Regions from separate parts of the Mus musculus genome. Here region 2 is linked to region 1. The links are chromatin contacts, called in public HiChIP or PLAC-seq maps. All regions are on one chromosome and are shown on one strand. The core of a region is the stretch at or near the end of the contact, and the rest is flanking DNA. Distances in the headings are between cores, read along the strand shown. Region 1 overlaps Smg6 (Smg-6 homolog, nonsense mediated mRNA decay factor (C. elegans)). Region 2 overlaps Smg6 (Smg-6 homolog, nonsense mediated mRNA decay factor (C. elegans)).

What was found. HiChIP or PLAC-seq counts read pairs in DNA pulled down with a chosen protein or histone mark.
Region 2: an H3K27ac HiChIP or PLAC-seq map of heart atrium shows a contact between it and region 1, with 5 read pairs. The contact joins two enhancer-like sites. A contact is called at or near these places in 10 of 39 promoter capture datasets (the C10 cell line, the HPC-7 cell line, cranial neural crest and 7 more), 1 of 15 datasets of contacts at CTCF or cohesin (the NIH/3T3 cell line), 7 of 484 Hi-C or Micro-C datasets (CD4 T cells, bone marrow-derived macrophages, cerebral cortex and 2 more), 3 of 115 datasets of contacts at active chromatin or transcription factors (the NIH/3T3 cell line, embryonic stem cells and heart atrium) and 3 of 9 other capture datasets (adipose tissue, liver and pancreatic islet).

Annotation. Positions count from the first base shown.
Region 1 is chr11:75,029,902-75,035,309 of GRCm38.p6, forward strand. All of the region lies in intron 10 of Smg6 (Smg-6 homolog, nonsense mediated mRNA decay factor (C. elegans)), which reads left to right. Among named protein-coding and RNA genes, the nearest start is that of Gm51907, 99 kb to the right of the region's middle. Within about 2 kb of position 3,215, at least 39 of the 459 cell types and tissues checked have an H3K27ac peak or open chromatin away from gene starts, as enhancers often do. A contact at or near this core is called in adipose tissue and heart atrium, where this site is marked.
Region 2 is chr11:75,136,919-75,142,326 of GRCm38.p6, forward strand. Smg6 (Smg-6 homolog, nonsense mediated mRNA decay factor (C. elegans)) reads left to right here. Exons shown (of 19, transcript NM_001002764.2): 14 at 2,275-2,451. Among named protein-coding and RNA genes, the nearest start is that of Gm51907, 7.8 kb to the left of the region's middle. Within about 2 kb of position 2,918, at least 77 of the 459 cell types and tissues checked have an H3K27ac peak or open chromatin away from gene starts, as enhancers often do. A contact at or near this core is called in adipose tissue and heart atrium, where this site is marked.

The sequences.
Region 1 (5,408 bases), core at 1,965-4,464:
TTTTTATATGCTAAATCTATCAGCTGTTCCTCTTCTGAATTGGGACTTTAATTTTAAAGTCTTAGAAACCCACACCTTTAATCACAGCACTTAGGAGGCAGAGGCAGAGAGGCAATAGGACCTGTTTAAGTTTCTGGCCAGTCAGGGATATATAGTGAGACCTTAATTTAAAACAAAAAAAAAAGGAGGAGGAGGAAGAAGAGAAGAAGCAAGAGGAAGAGGAGGAGGGAAAAAAAAGACAAGCTGAAGAATGTTTCCATGCTTAAGAGCACTTACTGTTCTTCTACAGTAGAGTCTCTTCTAGCTTCCATAGGCACTAAGCAGTAACATAGTGCATAGACATGCATACATGCAAAAAAAAAACAAACCCTATATTAATTAACTAAAAAAATATTTTTTAAAAAAGATTTAGCTGGGCGTGGTGGTGCATGCCTCTAATCCCAGCACTTGGGAGGCAGAGGCAGGTGGATTTCTGAGTTCGAGGCCAGCCTGGTCTACAAAGTGAGTTCCAGGACAGCCAGGGCTATACAGAGAAACCCTGTCTCAAAAAACCAAAAATAAATAAATAAATAAATAAGTTTGTTTATTTATTATTTATATGTAAGTACACTGTAGCTGTCTTCAGACACATCAGTAGAAAGAAAGACTTTCTGGTCTTAAAAAATAATTTCTAAAGGAAAAAAGAAATATATATTTTTTTAAAAGATAGAGGAGGAAGAGCAGGAATAGAAAAACTATCTTTACTTTGAGCTGGCACCAGCCATCACTCCTCTTCCCTTTTGATTTGCTCTTCTGTGAAACTTTTTTTTTTTTTTTTGCCCATTTCTTTAGATGTCAGTATAGGAGTGATGCCTCCCATAAAATACTCAGTAATGTTTTGAGATAACATATTTAAATGTTGTGCACCTAACTTTTACCTCACTATGTCTTAGATGCTCTGATACAGACCTCATGTGTTGTGCATACACATCACATGTAGCTGTGGTAGACTCGTACTGTGCATAGTTAAGCCCACAGGTGAGACAGGCATGTATCTACTTGAGATGAGCAGTACAGTTCTTGAGCTTCCTCATGGTTCTGATTATCAAGGGTGTAATAATTTAATGTTACTTTGTCCTCAAGGAGCTTATAATCTCATTGGTAAAACATGCCACATACATAAAATACTAGGGTAAGGTATTGTCTGTTAGTGTGCATCAGAGTACATTGTCTTCCACATTTTTCTGCCCTTTGTATTATGTGCATTGAGCAGCTTCTGGGTGTTGTTGATAGAGAATGTGTGAGGGTAAAGGGGGCTATACAGAGACTTAGGAGAAAAGAGTCATGTGGGGATATGTAATTAATTTTTATACTTTCCCCAGTAAACCATCGACCCTTTTTATGATGTCATGAGGGATTCCTTAATTTTGCAGCTGCTTCCTGATTACGTCAGAGAGGAACCTCTCACCCTACAGCCTAGAGCTGTACTCCTCCAAGAATTGGAAACAAATGAAGTGCTGAATATCTAATAGCTTCCACAGGGATAGCCAGTTCAGACTTCCCAGGCCTACTCCAGCAACTCTTCCCCAAGTATTTCTGACCCCCTGAAGTGTCTTTGTTCTGGGAAGACAGGATTTGGCCCAAAGCCAAGTATGTGTGTTTGGCAGGGAGGTGGTGGCTGGGGACTTCTTGAGACACACTACTTCCCTGTCTCCAGGTGTTCTGCAATCCTGGGTCTCTGCCCCTTTCCTGCATCTCCTTTGATGGAGGTTATCTTTCTTGAGTTTTCCAGACTTCTGGAACTAGAAGACGGTCCCCTTTCCCAGTTGTTACCTCTTTCTTGCCCTCCCCATGTCATTTGTTTTCACTTTCTCCCACCCTCCTCCTAGCGGACTTCTCACACTTGCATGTCACTTATTTGCTGTTATAAGGGTTATGAAATGGTCTTTATACAAAGTTTCTTTATTGGTGTTTTTAGAGACAGTGTGTCTTGGAGCCTTGGAGCCTGGGTTGGCTCATGTAGCTGAAATGTAACCTGAAGTTACTGATCCTATTGTTTGTAACTCCCAAATGCTGGCATTATGACCATGTTCGCCTATGCTCTGTCCACATAGTTATGTACTTCCTCTTCATTCAGACGCATTTGTGCTCGGTTAGCTTTTCTAACTGCCCCTACTCCATTACCCTTTTCTAGCTGCCCTAACCTATTGTGGTGTTACTAGGTTAATGGTGTGAGTATGAACGTGTCTGCAATTGAATCCAGGGCCTCACGCTTGGCAAGTAGTCCTCTACTGAGCGATTATACCATCAACTCTTAACTAGATCAGTCTTCACAAAATGTCCAACATAGCTTCATTCATGAAGCTTAAGTGAGTGCTCTCTTTCTGTCTGTTGAGGTCAAGTTTCTTTCAGCATTGTAGGCTCTGTAGTTTTTGGCTCTTGTTATGCTATAGGCAGACTTCATTGAGTGTTTTGAGCATTCCAGCATGCATCCCCGGGGTAATGTACACAGTCCCTCCTGTGCCATCCATTTCTTTCAGTGTTCATATCTTACAGCTCAACCTAGAAATGGTCTCTTTCATTTAAAATCTTTGATAGATAGTAGATGAAAATATTTTCATTCTTTTCAGAGACAAAAGGTGTCTATTTCCCTGCTCCCCTATGAGTTGTCTTCTTCCTTAGATTATCACCTTCCTGTGGGCAGAATCCTATTGAAATTTCTGTTTCCTCCAATTGCACACCTAGATAAGTATTTTTTTCAAATAATGGGAGAGGTTATTTTGGTAGGAATTTTAAATGCTCTTTTCCTACACATCTACTACTTTGAAAAGAACTTTTACAAAAAAAGAAGATGAAGAAGAAGACATTGCCTGTGACAGTTTTACAGTCTTGTAAGACTCAACTGAAGCATCAGGTGTTTCAATTAAGGTTCATCATAAGGAAACTTTCTCCGTCCCTCTGTCTGACCTCTTGACTATACCCTGTTTATGGGATGTGTCACAGCTTGTCTTAGACTGTGTTAATCGAACTCTTCCACCATTGTCATTGTATGTAGCTTGGGTCTATCAGTGTTCCATTCTTCTGACTCATTGATTCCACGCTTAAGGGAATCAAATGCCCAAGGGCAAGAACATCTTTGCTTTTGATCTGAGATCTTACTGCTTCCTTCTACCTCCTCCTTAGCTAGCCACTGTCACAGAGAACTCTGTGGCTCAAGCAACAGCAGAAAGACACTCTCTCTGCCCACTTCCTGTAGACAGGGAGCTTTGGGTGGGCTGCACAGGAACTATGCCAGCCCTGCATCTAACTGGTGACTGACGCATGAGAGAAACAGCCTGATGTTTGAAAGATACAAAAGAGCCAACAAATTACCTCCAGGTGGTGCTGGCTTGGAGGTGGCTAGCTATTCATTTTCTCTGAGAGTAGATGGGGGTGGGGAATCAGTGAAGAAGTGGTTGACTGAATTTTTCTTTAGTTATTATTAGTAATGTAGCCAATGCACTAGTTGCTTGTCTGTGATAGAATGGGTGGTGGATCCAGTGTCCTCTGAATCCTTCCCACTGCTTTCAGGGTAGCGAACTTACATATCACTCACCCTGAGCCAGTCTTTCATTACTGTTCCCATCCACTTGTCAGGAACTGGCTATGTGTACTAAGAATTCTGCTGGTTTCACTGTTGGCAGGCTTTTGTCTGTCACCAGCCAAACCCCATCCAACTACTAGGGTTTTCTCCAAATCTCTCCCATACAACGACTTGGTACCTTATCCCAGGAGTTGATCAAAACCAGTAATTCTGAGTCACTGTCTCTTGGCTGGGCTTACAGGTCCAAGCAGGTGGGCCTGCCTCTCTTCTGCTCCCCTCCTATTCCCTCCCCACCTCTCTGCCTCACTCCCATTTCCTGCAGGAGGATGCTTTGCCATCCTGGAGCCATCAGGCACAGCTTTGCTTTGGCAGCACCATTGCACACACACACTGGTGGGAGAGGGGACGTGTTTATCACTTTTCCTGGAGATTATCTGTTTAAGCACTTCTCTGACAGTTACAATAACAAGGGCAGTGTGTTGTGTTTCCAGCAGAAGGACACTTGCTGTTGAAAGATGTATAGCACTAATTAGAAATACATAACATCCGGCCACATGGCAGCCTTCTCCCGGCCGCCCCATTTCCTGATTTCATACAACTTTGACGACAGTTGGTTTATGTTTTCCATGAATATGTTCTCAAAAAATAAAAAATGAGAACGTCTCCCTGTTACATAGGAGCAAGAAGAACATTTCTGCCTGAGAGCAGGTATTTGGCCACAGGAACACTGGGAAGTATGGTCACTTGCCCACTTGTAGGAGGGACCAAAACCAATTTTAGACCTCAGCGGACTTTCTTGGTAAGAAATATTTCCGGCTGACATCCCTAGCCAAAACCATCCCCCTAAATCCTTAAGAAAGCCTGCTTTTGGAAAGAAGGGGAAAGGCTATTTCACAATGTTAATGAGTTCTTCAGCTCATGTCAGCCTCTGCTACCTGACACAAAGCCAGAGGAACCATGCAAATATCAAGGCAAACAATGCCTTTTCCTCCCCACCCACATCACTTGCTGGTCTGAGTGCCAGCACAACTTCAGATATACATACATACATACATACATACAGACAGACAGACAGACAGACAGATAGAGATATAGATATGGATATATGGATATATAGATATATAGATATGGATGTTCATTAGACTAGACCTAGATTCCTAAATCTAGTCCTAAAGTAAGTGGGCTCTGGACCGTCTAGATGTTGTTTTCCTACCTACTTTCATAAATGAATACTCTCAGGGAGTGGTATCTTGACATTTCTAGCTCATAATGCCTGTATGAGGCCAAGAACATCCTGAATATACTACACACTCAATACATTTTTTTTCACTTGAAATGTATTGGGTCCATGGTTATCATAGTTACTTGGGTAAATGGTAATTCTAGTCAACCTACTAAAAGATCCTTTAGTTACAAAACCCACAATTTATTTGTAGCTATGTTCTCTACTGAATTTAGCATATCAAAGATGCTCTGTATGTGCTTGTCTTATGACCAAGCCATGGACACAGGCCTTTTGTTAATGGTTGCCAGATAGCAAGGCCAGTCTAGGGATGACCAAGACCCACACATTCTTAGATAGCTTGGGATATGTCTACCTGCTTAGTTAGGGAAGAACACCCCTTATTTGTACCTTTTCTTCACCTAGAGCACCCATATAAGCAGGCAGTGTGCTCTGGAGCCTTTGCCTAAGAGAACATGGTGATAGAGAGGTTAAAATAACCATGCAAGGCAGCTGCAAAACTGCCTTCAGACTGATGTCCATTTTTATACCAGAGGCTCCTGTTTTTACAGAGCTTCCATACCTGATAGCAGTACCCAACCCATACTGTTTTGGTTTTTCGAG
Region 2 (5,408 bases), core at 1,668-4,167, 110 kb after region 1:
TTTCTTCCTACTTGTCCAAACATATAACCATGAGACACTGTCTTCTCCTGTGCAGGTTTCTGCTATAGATTGAACTGGGGCTCCTGTAGCCCTTTCACCATCCAGGTGTGCCAAGGACCATTGCAAAATCCTCTCTCCTCTCCTTACTCCTTTTCCTCCTCCCCCAACCCATTCAGTGGCAGCAGTCTCATGCCAAAAAGGAAAGTCCTGGATCCATTACATAATTCTCTATAGTGCGAGCAGTAGCTGGGGCATAAGGTCAGAGGTCATAGTAGGGTCAGGTGGCTGACACACACTGTAACGACAAGGTGGTTAAAATTAGACCACAGAGAGGAAACTGGCAGTCTTGTGGAAATGCAGAAGTTTCCTCTGCAAGTGAGAGACTGGGGATGCAGGGAGGCCACTGTGCGTGCTGCCTGCCAGGCTATTACTCATTTCAGCTCTGTTCTTTAATGCCTTTTAGCCCCTGCTTCTGTATTTCTAACCTTCCTCATCACATGCTTGAATACACAGGATGGAGCCAAGGCTACCTGTCCTTACCCCTTCAGAGATCCAGGAGCAGCCCCCTTAAGCTCTAGAGGCTCTAAGCCTCTTCAGGGAAGCCTCTTAGACGGTGGTGGTCAGATACTTAGCCTAATATTTTACCTTCCGGTGGCAATAGCCATAGGTAAGTACCATCTGGGCAGGGTAAAAGATGGCAGAGAATGAAATTGTGGCACAGATGTCTGGTATGTATGCACTCTCCCTGGCAGAGTGGTGACTCGTTGCACCTTGTCTTAGAAGACGTGGCTCATCCTGTACCACCTGTTGCTGTGGTCCTAGTGAGTTTCTCTCCACCTACCAGTCTTTTCCATGAGCCTGTAGTGTGTCACTTGATTCTTACAGCACCTTGCTAGGGAAATACAAGATGTGATCTTTGGCACTAGAGGGCTTGCCTTCTGCATGGAGGAGTTAGCTGTACAACAGTGGAATGATGAGCCCTGACAGTCCAGCGTCCACATCAGTCCTTCACCTGCCCTTCGCAGTCAGAAATGAGGCTGGAAAGTGGCTCTGAGGGTGATTGGGTAGGGCTAGAGATATGACTTACCAGGTAAGAACACTAGCTGCTCTTCCAGAAAACCCGGGTTCCATTCCCAGCATCCACAGCTCACAACCATCCGTAACTCCAGTTCCAGGGGATCTGATGATATGTTCTGGATTCCTTGTGTACCAGGCATATTGATGGTACACAAACATACATGCAGGCAAAACACCCATGCACATAAAATAAAAATTTACAATGAGTCTTGGTCATTTAACATGTCTTGGAATCACTGATGATTAAAGGGCTGTTCTGTGTCATATCTGGCCAATATGGTGTAGAAAATGTCCTCTGCTTCTTAGATGCACATCAAGCAGGGACCTCCTCGTTGACAACCATCCAGTCAATAGGCATGATAGGGCCCCAGAATCCAACGAATAAGAGAAGGGTACAGATAGCAAGGAAGAGGACAATGCACACATGGGCACAAATAGAGGTGACGGCATGCATATGTGGTCTTGTGGAGAGGATTCCAGTCTAGGTGACTGAGGACACATCATCTGAGACCCTGACAGACTTGACAGCTGATCAGGATAATACTTCATATAACAGCTAAATCAGCACTGTATATGTGCTGCTGTAGCAACATGGGAGCAACTAGTGTGAACTGTGGAGGGCAGAGCTTTGGTGAACTCACCTGCTCTGCCCCATCCTCTCAGCCTGATAATTTCCTGCCCATTCTCAGGTGAGGCAGGAACCATCCAGAGAAGTTCAGAATGACTTAGCTAAGATGAAACAGGCAAGAAAGCTTATCTTTCAGTCTGCAGACTGTCCTGGAGGGAGTCTGGGAACAGGGTGCCAGGGGTGCTAGAAAGCAGTACTTTGTGGTAGCCAACCTGCTGCCATGCATTCCTCGTCCTCTTACTTATATTCCAAACTTAGAAGAAATTATTTTCTGGGTTTTGTTTTTCATAATAGGACTTTAATAAAAGAAAAGTACAAGCCCTGAGGGCACCTGGCATTGGTCCTGAGGTGTCTGCTGCCCCAGGGATGACCTAAAGCAAGGCCTGGCGACTTCCTTCCTTCAGAAGACCTTGGTCTTTGCTTTCCTCCATACACTCTTGTTGCTCATACTACCTCCCTCCCCAGTAACTTTGACACAATTCTCATGTGCCCTGCAGCTAGCAATGTCTCTCGTCTTCATCCTCCCTCTCAGAAAATGCTGTTTTTCTTCTCTCCCTCTCGCCCTGTAGGTTATTGCAGCTGACTGCAAAAGGGTCACAGTGCTGAAGTATTTTCTGGAAGCCCTTTGTGGACAAGAAGAGCCTCTGCTGGCATTCAAGGGTGGAAAATATGTGTCAGTGGCACCCGTCCCAGACACCATGGGAAAGGAAATGGGAAGCCAAGAGGGAAAACAACTGGAAGATGAGGTACTATTCGGGAAGAGCCGCTATGGCAGAGGGAAAGCTCCCCTTCCCCCGTGCCCTGCTGCCCAGGCTGGAGCTTCCCCTTGAGATGATTTATAACCTCTCGCTTAGTTCAGTGTGTGTTGAGGTGACAGCAACCTCTCAAGAGTGCACTCTGCTGGTGCCCCTCCTGCCAGTCCACCCCAGTGCCTCCATCTACGAGTTCCAGATGCTTCTTTTTAATGTTGCATTGGAGGAAAGAGTTTAATAATATTCAGCTCTGGAGGCTTAGGAAAGAGAGTAGAGTGAGGGGTGTTAGGGTTCAGGCTAAGGATCAAGTTTATAGATGTGCGGAGCTCAGCACAGCACAGACCTGAACTCCAGCCTCCAGCTCACGTACAGGAAGAGCTGACATTGCTGGCCCCGTGTGGAAAATCACCCCTCCCCCAGCCTGCTCTCTCTCTCTTACTCCCTCCCTCCTGCACATCCTGATGTGATTAAGGAATTCTCCTCTTGTTTGTTTGCCCTTGATTGTTCCTGTAGCCCTTGCTTCACTCCAGTCTTTCTCTCTCCCTCCCTCCCTCCCTCCATTGCTCATGCCTGTGTGTATGTGTGTGTGTGTGTGTGTGTGTGTGTGTGTGTGTGTGTGTGTGTGTGTGTGAGAGAGAGAGAGAGAGAGAGAGAGACCGAGAGAGAGAGCGCGTATGTGTGCACGCCCATGTTCGCAAGCATGTTTGCCTGTGTACACATCCATGTATCCCTGCTGACCTCCTTAGCAGTTCCCCTGTTGTGCATCTATGTCTTTCTGGGATGATCTCTGATGATCATCTGTATGTGCCCAGTTTGTCAGTTGAAATGAACATTGCTGTCCACACCCCTGAGGCGCCTGTGGACTGAGCGTCATTGTGACTGTGTGGTAGAAATGGAGCATATGTACATATGGCAGCCTCCTTGCTGCTTTTCTGGGTGTGGGTAACTATCTGGGAGTATATACATGTCTCACTTTTGCCTGAAGGTTGGCTCTTTTCTTCTCTTTACTCCATAGTATTAAAGATGAGGGTCCTAGATAGAAAGAAACATAGGATGGAGGGAAGGGACGGAAGCAATTCTAGCCAGAGGCCAGGTCACCCATAGGCCAACACAGTCATTTGGCCCACAGCAGTCTCAAGCGCCCAGTGGAGCAGGGCGGGGTACAAGGATGAAATCAGCAACAGGCCAAGGAAGCCAGATGTCAGCTGGAAGCTGTCGTTTAGGATCTCAGGCAGTGATAGAGTGGCCACCTTTGGAACAGAGTCTTCAGAGAAGCAGTCTTGGCCTGGCTTCGTTAGGATAGCTGGAGAACTCCACCCCATGCCTGATGACACAGGACTCAGCTTCCAGGACAGAGGTGGTTCCAGGGCCATAGCTAAGCCCATGATTCCAGACTCTCTAGATGAAACCTGGGCAGAGAATAAAGGGAAAGAATGAGCTGTCAGCATGGGAGGAGACAGTGGAGTTACCAGAGCCATTGGGGTGTCCAACTTTAGCAAGCAGAACAGTGCTCCTGCAGCTCTAGACGGTGTGGGAAACAGGCCCATGATGTCTATACATCTCCTTTATCTCTCCCATACTAAAAGACTAAAAAAGTAGGCAGTGGAGGATGAGCAAAGCCAGCTCTCCAGCGTGGTTATAAGAGATGCCTCTGAACATCTAGGACTGGCAGCACAAGCATAGCTAGGCAAAGAGGTTGTCCTCCCACCCTAGAAGGGGTGGGCTACCTCTGGTGCCTGATCTGGTTGTACTCTCCTTCTGAGGCTTACTGACCAGGCAAAGGTTCGTGACCCACACCAGGCTGCCCACTTCTTCCTTTTCCCACGAGTCTCCTGGGTTCTTTTATGTTAGTGGTCCCTGGGAAATCCTACTTACCCTGTTCTGTGTAATTTCATAACCCTGCACTTCCTTGTTTGCTATGAGAGCTGAACAAACCTCAGACAAGCTTCTCTGACCCTCCTTTGACCTCAGTCCTGTTCACTCCAAACCAATGCTAACTAACTGTCCATCCCTGGTCAGAGCAGGCAAGGACACTCTTCCTCCGTGAGCCAACAAGCATCTTGTTGCACTTGCTCTTGTCCAGGCTAACCCTGTGAGCAACAAAATAAATGTGAATTTTTCTTCCTCCTCATAGCCAGATATTGATAAGTAAGTGATGCTTGTGGACAGCACCCTAAACCCCCTAGAACCTCTCAGGACAGTTACAGTTATTTTATCCTTACCTGCCATCTCCCAAGACTGGTCTATCTAAATAGGTCCAGGCCTGATAAAGCTGAGCTACCAAGGGCCGTGTCTGGGCTTGCTCTCTCAATTCACAACCCCAGTCCTGCAGTTTTGTTCGTTGTGATTGGTTAGAGCAGGCACAGGAGTCAGACTCACTTGATTTTGAATGCCTGCTCTGCTTCCTGCCACCTCTGTGACTGAACAGGCTATTTTATTCTAAGCCCCTTATTTATAAAGTGCAGATGGTAATAGCTATTGTGCAGGCCCTTGTGAGAATTAAAAGAGTTAATGTATGAAAAACACATAGCTGGGTACACAGCCCATAAAAAGCCCTGAGTAGCTAGTAGCTGTCAGTGTAGTCATCATTCTGTTAGAATTACAAGAATCTTCCTTCTCCTGTTGAATCACTCCCCTACTAGCCCCATCCCCTCAGGCAGCTGTATGTTCTCTCCTGACCAAGGCCAAAAGTGAGAGAGTGAGGAGTGGAGCTAGGACCACCCGGGGAGCAGTGGCTGCTGAGAACTGAGTCTGCAAGTGAGGAAGTGCCATCCCTGGGGAAGGCTCCATCAGCCTGGCAAGAAGGCTCCATAAGCTAGCCAGCCACCTCCTACTTACTCTGCCTAGGCCCTTGGAGGGCAGCTGAGCAAGGCCATGTTATGTGAATTTTTTAATGGGGCCCAGAAGTCTCCACACTACCAGGCTGTGGTCTTAAAAGGAAATCAGGGTAA